Linked DNA regions of Mus musculus: region 1 is linked to region 2. A link is a contact called in public HiChIP or PLAC-seq data. All regions are on one chromosome and are shown on one strand. Each heading gives the region's core, a stretch centred on a gene start, on an enhancer-like site or on the middle of the called end of the contact. The rest is flanking DNA. Distances are from core to core; before and after follow the strand shown.

The links. HiChIP or PLAC-seq counts read pairs in DNA pulled down with a chosen protein or histone mark.
Region 1: a contact with region 2 is called in an H3K4me3 HiChIP or PLAC-seq map of embryonic stem cells, with 5 times the contacts expected there. The contact joins the promoter of Apela here to the promoter of Klhl2 in region 2. A contact is called at or near these places in 2 of 115 datasets of contacts at active chromatin or transcription factors (embryonic stem cells and extraembryonic endoderm stem cells).

The regions. Positions count from the first base shown.
Region 1 is chr8:65,035,153-65,039,078 of GRCm38.p6, forward strand. It overlaps Apela (apelin receptor early endogenous ligand), which reads right to left and starts at 2,184. Exons shown (of 4, transcript NM_001297554.1): 1 at 2,129-2,184; 2 at 1,738-1,991; 3 at 513-602. The coding sequence starts at 1,813. The coding sequence ends at 514.
Region 2 is chr8:64,847,355-64,851,366 of GRCm38.p6, forward strand. Klhl2 (kelch-like 2, Mayven) reads right to left here and starts at 2,570. Exons shown (of 15, transcript NM_178633.3): 1 at 2,279-2,570. The coding sequence starts at 2,304.

The DNA of each region.
Region 1 (3,926 bases), core at 934-3,433, 190 kb after region 2:
AAGAGTTAAGGCTGTCCCGTCATTGCCAAGAGGCTGGGTTAAAAATCTCCAAATGCTTTCAGGCTCACACTGCTCTAAAGAGGATTTGTGCATATCCTAGCCAGTGTTTGCTAAATCCATGTGTAGAGATACTTTTATAATTACATCCTCCCACAGCTTGATTTTCTTTAAATTGTTAAAGTTCTCAAACGTGTACAGTGTTTGGCTTCATATAACTATCATCCGGACTCAACAGCCATCGGTATCTTCACATTATCTATCTCCTCTTCTTCCTTTCACTCTTCCAGGCGTGATGCGTGCAACTCTTACACTTTTACATCACTGTAAGTCATGATACCGTCACAAACTAGGGCTACCTGTGTGTAGCTGAGTTGGGTCAGGGGGAGTTGGTGGGGGAAGCTCGAGGGCGAGGGCGCAGGGGGGAGGCGGGAGGGCGGGGGCAAAAGGGGAGGGGGAAGGCGCGGGGGGGGGGGCGGGGGCGGGGCGGGGCGGGGGCGCGGGGACAGGAATACCTCATGGGAAGGGCACTCGAGAATGAAGTGGAATGCATCTCCTGCGAAAGCAGTTGTGTCTGTATAGTTTTCTTCTCCTGGGAAAGTTAACTGAAGAAAGGAGAAATAAGGTCAGTTTTAAAAAGGAGAAAGGGGCAGCATCTGCACAGCAAAACCGTTCTGAGGTCGTTTGTTATCCCTTCATCCGAGATTAAGCGGTAAACAAATCACTTGGCTACACAGACACGCAGGTACATTCCTTCTGCCCGTGTTGGCAGTAAGACCTCGGCCGTGGCAGCCTTCTGGACATATTTCTTACACCCAATTCTCACACTTCTTTAAGGAATTAATGTAAGTTGTTTTACAAGAACACCGTCCAGGATACTCTATATTTTAGAAAACTAGAGATCCGAATTTTATTTTTTGGATTGAGTAGCGATTACTATAGGCAGTAAAGAAGGACCTTGTAACTTTTTTTCCCCTTATGTATGTAAAAAGAATGATTTGAATAACCTCAGAGCAATCAAAGTCCTAATTAAAAGCAGCGGCTGACTTTTCAGCCAAGACACTCCATCTTCCGTCTAACTAAAGGAACATTTTATCACGTCTGTACTGACACCCTTGGATAATGACTATTGTCATCTTTTGGTTGAAACTTGACCCTTCAACTTTATGTGTCAGAAAACTTAACGCTGACAACATACCTTTTACAGTTTTGCCTTAAACGTCATAATGATAAAAAAACCAAACAGTAATAAACAAACAAATAAACAAAACCTTGTCTTGTGTAATTAAATAACCAGAGATGGCAGGCAGTCAGTGGGCCAGTTTTATCATTTTACATTGTTACATCATGATTTTGGCTACCTCAACTTACAATGCCCTCCTCCAATCAGCAACATGCATGCTCTCTTGATAATCTGCTTAGATTTTGCATGTTACCTAAAAAAAAATCTAGGTTTATTAGTAGACCAACATTCTCCCATCTATTTACTTGTATGGATAATAGTTTTGAGAATTATTTTCTTGGAAAAATAATTGTAAAATACATAACAATATTTTAAAATGTCCAAATAGTATCCCACAATGAGATTGCTAAATGTACTTCAGAAATCCTATATATTTTCCTCAGTCCTATTAACTGTAAGTATACCCAAATAGTTCTCAGCATAAGCACATTTAGAGACCCAGAAGCACAAACAGGCAAACAAACAAGTTACCCTAGCCAGTTATTTCAAAAACCTACCTGGTTTCTGTTCACTGATAAAAAGGAGACTCATGGCAAAAATAAAAAATACCCAAAAAAGGGGCTGGAATCGCATCTTTTCTTTTCTTTCTCTTTTTTCTTTTCTTCTTTTTCTTTCCTTTTGTTTTTCTTTTTTCTTACACGCAAGTGAACAATAGCTCTTCAAGTAGAGAAATCGTCTGTAAATCGCAGTATCTGTCCGGCTCACCCCACATCCTATGGCCAGAACTCAGAGGGCTGCCAGCTGCCTTTTCCTGAAAAGGTTAATGATCACATCAGACAAGGTTACTGGTACTCCAGAGCTCCCAAGCCTCAAGCCCCTCCTCCATCCCTCTCCGCGGCTCCCTGCCACTCCCCCTTATTTCCATAAGCAAATATTGGTGAAATGGACCATTCAGGCACGCAGTAACTTAAGCGGGAAGTCTCTGCAAAGCTCCAAGGAGAGTCACTCCAATTCAATCTGTTTACGAAGAACTATGCAAAACGAAGCATTGCCTGCCTCCGCTCCCCTCCATTGCAATCTGTTTAAGCTTTGCATTGCCCATATTGATCCCACATGCAGGAAGCAGTGGAGAGGACGGGAAGTCTCCCTTGTGTCCTCTTGCAGAAGGAATGCTAGAGCTCTAACTGAGGGATTCCCAAATGCTTTGTATGGACTCTGGGTTGGAGCGCTTCCTCTTTGCCAGAGTTACTACAAAGTAGCGCCTATTTATATTAAATCTCCAAATGGCTTAATGTGTGTGGGTTCCCACCATCAGAGATTCCTGGAGTTTAGAAGGTTCAGAAGTAAATCTGTGAAATGTTTATCTTTTCATTTAAGTGCAATTTAAGAAGTGATGAAGGTCATTTTCATCTGCAAACATTCAAGAGTTTTTCAAAGGGAGTTCAGGCAAGCCACAGACATAAAATGCTCTGCTGTAAACTTGTAAGTGGTGGCGTGTCAGGTAAACGTCACCGGCACGGAGACCAGATTGCAGATGGAGAAAGAATGTTGTAGCTGGTTTCTAAACAGTCAGAAGAAACAAAAGGAGTCTAGTTTTTGTCTTGCACATCCACCCGCATCTCCTGTCTGAGGGCTTTCTTACCTGTAATACAAGACTGTTGGATCTGAGAAGTATTGTAATTATTCTAATGAAGAAGGCTATGTAGCTATACTCTGACAGATAAGTAGACCCAAGCACATGTAAGCGGTTGTGAATTGTCAGGAATTTTGTTCCATTTTGGCATCTTTAAAGTCAGGTGGTGGTCACACACAATCTTGGGCTTCTTAAGGTTTGAAATGCAAAAATTATTTTGATTTTACAAATTAGTCTGTACAATTCCATATCTGCCTAGCTATTCCAGATTATACAGAACTTTAAAAAATTCTTAAAAAAATTTTTTTTAATTATTTAATTATTAAATGTGGTGGCACCTATCTTTAATCCCAGCACTCAAAAGACATAGGCAGGCATATCTCTGTGAGTTCCAGGACAGCCTGGTCTACATAGCAAGTACTGGTACAGCCAAGGCTATATAAGAGAGTAACCCTATCTCAAAAATAGATGATAGAAGATAGATAGATAGATAGATAGATAGATAGATAGATTTTATTTATTTATTTATTTATTTACCTGCATGTATGTCTGAGCACCGTGCGTATGCAGTGCCCACAGAGTCCAGAAGAGGACATCAGGTCCCCTGAGCTGTAGTTACAGGCAGTAGTGAGCCCCTGTGTGTGTGCTGGAATGAACTCAGGTCCCCTGACAGAGCAGCACCTGCTCTTAACTGCTGAGCCATTTCTCCAGACCTGTTTTATAGTTATTGTTGTTGGGCTTTTTGTTTGTTTTTAAAAGAAATTTTAAGGTATAAGCCAGATGTGGTAGCACACACCTTTAATCCCAGTATTCAGGAGGCAGAGGCAGGTTAATCTGAGAATCTGAGGCCAGCTTGGTCTGCAGAGCAAGTTCCAGGACAGCCAAGTCTACACAGAGAAATGCTGTCTCAAAACAAGAAACAAACACCAAAAAACCCCACCAAAAACAAAAACAAAGAACTGTGTGTATGTGTGTGTGTGTGTGTCTGTCCAAGGAGGTAAGAAGAGGGCGTTGGATCCCCTGACACTGGTACAGAGAACACAGTTCATACCGTCAGGAAGAGTAGTAAGTACTCTTAACGACCAAGCTGTATTTTAAGCCCTAGTATAGTCT
Region 2 (4,012 bases), core at 1,320-3,819:
CAAAATGAGGAACTAAGAATGCAGGCAGAGATGCCTACCAACCCTCCAAGACAGCCTAAGGGAAGAAGGGTGAGACCAGAGAACAATGCAGCCTTGACTCTTAGAACAGAAGCCCAGACAAGCATCATGAAAAGTGCCAGGCAGAGACAGGCATCCAAGAATTTGCACACTGAATGAATTACTACACAGACACACAAGAGAATTCTGAGTCTGCTTCCATCCTATTACCTAAGGCCCTTTAAGTCCAGGTCAAACGTCTCTCTTTGCCTTGAAGCTCAGGCTAACACTCAGTGCTTAAAAAGAGGTGAGTGCTCCCAGTGAGTGCTCCTAACCTAGCTCTAGCCAGGAAGCCCCAGCAAACAACTCCCCACCCCCACCCCAAAGACCTCACCTGCAATTGCTTACAGCAGACAGCATGACCCAAGGTAAAAGGGAGTTAAAGGAAACAGACACAAAGAAGCCAGAGGGTAGGAAGCCAAGACCTGTGTGTCTAATCCATAGACACCTAAGCAGCAAGAGCACAGGCTCTAGAAGAGGGCTTGAGTCTTGGACCTACCCAATGCAAATTAAATGTCTTTGTAGCTTTAATTAAGTGCACACAAACAATGCAGAGGTCTTAGCAGCTTTCCAGCGACTGCAAGGCTACAACTGTTTCCTCCTCAGCACCCCGGGATTCCTCCACTACCTCAAGCCTCCAATCTAGTTCCAGAACTACAATCGAAGCAACAATAGCAAAAGAACAGAGCTGCTCATCTTATTCAGTTTTCCGACTTAAACCATTTTCTATGCCTTGGCTTGCTCTAGGGTCTGTTTTCCACACCCATCTTTTTTTCTTCTGAACCTTCATCCTAAGGTCCCCTGGTTCTCTCCAGTTCACTCTGCTTCCAAGGTGGGGGGTGGGGGGGCTGCTAACATGTTTCCCAGGGGGCTCAGGAAGCTTTCCCAACCTTCTGGGGAGCGTGAGCAGATCAGAGCCTCAAAGCTGCCACCATCTGCAAAGCATCTGATCCCTTGCTTTTTCTATCATTTCTATGAGCCCAGAAGGGGCAAGCCAAGACTCACCCACTCTTCAGATCCCCACGACCTGTTCCACTCAAGCTCAAAACACTGCACATACAGAAACTGTGGATCTATCATCCCATGTGATCTCATAAAAGGACTCAAAATACAAAATACAAAAAGAACAAGAAAAAGAAATGTTCAGCCCAAACCAAATATCCTTATTTTAGCTGGAATCCTGCCAAATAGGCACAAGAGGCTGGTGACGACAACGGTGATAGAAGGAAACTGGCTAGCCGAATCTCATTGAAAACCGATAAGGTTCCATGAATCAGATCGAATGAAAAGGTTCACCCTTTTTGGAGAGAGGTTTGTCTGCGGTTTGAAAGTCAGATCCAAAGGACTCTGTACTCCTTCATAAAGGTTAAACTGATGAAGGTGGCGTGGGGTGGGAGTGGGGGTGGGGAGGACGAAACGTTCAAACTCCCGAAGATTTACAGGCCACTTTTTCAAAAAACAAAAATCCTTGTACAGAATAACATCTTCCACATGATTTTTTTCTTTAAAGCTCTTATTTCTAGAAAGTAATTTTGTTGCAGGTGATCTTGAATGCACTTGGGCACCAAGGAAAAAAGACACCTGTGCCTAACAGGTCGGTAACACTACCAACGTGCCCCGGGTACCAAGGGAACGAGAGATGCTCTGATTTCTGGATAAAAGATTTTCTGCAGTGCCAGGTAGGAGATCACATGCCCTAAAACGGCCGCAGCTCATTTGGAGTGATGTAAAAGCTCCTTGGATATTAATTTTATTAGAAATTCCAAGAAGCAAGCAACCTCAGATTGCATTCATTTTAGACTCCAGGCGTCTGGTACTTTCCAGTTTCCTCTCGCTCCCTACTAGCAAGGGGTAGGCGAGATGGGCAGCAGCAGCCCATGCATTCCGGGGAGGGGGGAGGTGGGGTACCGACAGGGCGATCGTAGCCCACCACCACCACCACCACCACTCCCCGCGCGCGCACACCCCGCCAAGCCCCACGCACAGCTCCATCCCGAACGTTCAATTCGCCCCGGGACTAAGAAGCCCCTACCCACGGCCGGCCGGCCTGGCAGAGTCCGGTCCCGCGGTCGCCCCCCGGACTGCGGGCGCCGCGCCCCGTCACGCCCCGCGCCTCCCCTCGCCCGCCACCCCCCGCGATCGCGGCGTGTCCTCCGCAGCGCCGCGCGCCCTCCGCAACCGTACAGCCCTCCGCCGCGCGCCCGGGCGCCCGCTCACTCACGCGGGAGGCAGTGGCGGCGTCTCCATTGTGGCTCCTCGCGGGCTTCAGAACGCAGGCAGCGACCGCCGCCGCCAGCACCATACCAGCCGCGGACGCCGGCACTGTCCGCCCGCCCAGCCCCGTTCCATCCGCCCCGAGGGGGCGCAGCGCTCCTCACCGCGCGCCACCACCTGCGGCGGCGGCCCCCGCGGCCATGGCCCGTCGGCCCCGCGCGCTCGTGTGCCTGGCGCGGCTCCCGCGCTCCCCCGAGTGCCGGGCGGCGACGGCGGCGGCGGCGGCGGCGGGACAGGCGAGCGGGCGAGCGTGCTGCTCGGCCACTTCCGGGTTCTCCCGGCCGGCGCCGGCGCCGTGACGGGCGGGCGCTGCGGCCTCCCGCGGCGGAGGGACCCCTCCCTCGGCGCCGCCCCTTCCTCCGCGGCGTCTGGAGGAGGAGGCGGCGGGCGGACGGGCGAGCGCGCGCCCGCGGGGGAGGGAGTAGACCCGGGGCCGAGGCTGGGAGCTCGGAGGCGGGGAGGGCTCGCGCGGAAGGGGTGCTCTCCGGTGCACCGCTTGCTCTGATTCACCGGTGTGTTCACATCCTTGTCTTGGCGTCCGAGTGCCTCCCCCACCCCCGTGGGGATGCGGGGGAGGGCAGACCATTCACTGCCTTTCCGAAGGGGGAAACCGAGGCAAGACGAGATAGATCGGCCTGACCAGTGTCCCAAGCCCGAAGCTAGCGGGCGTCTTTCCTGGGTGTTCCTAATCTGGTCCTTGGACAACTGAGTTGAGCACCTGCTAGGCTGAGCTTGGGGACGTGACTGAGCAAACGTGGGTCGTTTAGCTTAGCTAGCTGCCCATCTGGACGTGATAAGAGAAACAATGAGCCCAGGATGTCCACTGGGAAGAAGAAGAAACGGCGGTGAGATAGGGCGTGCTGTTTGATGAGGAACGGTCCGGAAGGCCTCTTGGGGTATCAGTTAAACAAAGATGAATTAACATGAACCTTGAACCACTCAAGGGGTGGGTGAATGTCCAGGGCTAAGGCAAAATCAGTGAAGATCCCTGTCAGCAAGATGCCTGTCACATTGAGAAAAGGCAGGAGGGTTCCGAATTCTCCACCAATGCCTGCTAGCGGAAGAAACACCTGGGAACTTAGAGATGGGAATTCTTCAGTTCCACTCCAAACTTACTGTCTAGGCACCCTCGGGGTAGAGCCAGGATTCCAGGCTTGAAGGAAGGCAAGGTCTGAGACTCTCTACTTACTGTAACTGAGGCAGTACTAGACCATTACTGGCCAAATGGTTACCGTTAGTTGTATAAGTGATACACTCGCGGAGGGAAGGGAGCAGGCAAGTTTAGTCTAGCCAAAATACAAAAGAAAGATGGCTGAACTGGAGTCAGAGGGATTGAAAGAAGTGGTCAGATTCTAGATGATAAAGTGCTCAGTAAGAATTCCGATGGATTAGGCTTCAGGAGAAGTAGCGTCCGGAGTGAACTTAAATTTGGAAGTTGACCCATGTAGATCGTATGTACAGTCACAAGACTAGTTGAAATAAGCTCTGTAATGTAGCTACAGAAAAGACCAAGACATGATCCCTGGGCCACTCCAGCATCACACGAACGGAGTGCTTGCCTGAGGGAGCACAAGGCTCCATCCCTAGCACTGCCAATAAGTACTTAAATAAAATAATTGCAAAAGTGTTGGTGTGTGCTTATAATCCCCGCACTCAGGAGGCCAAGAAAGGGTGCTCAGTG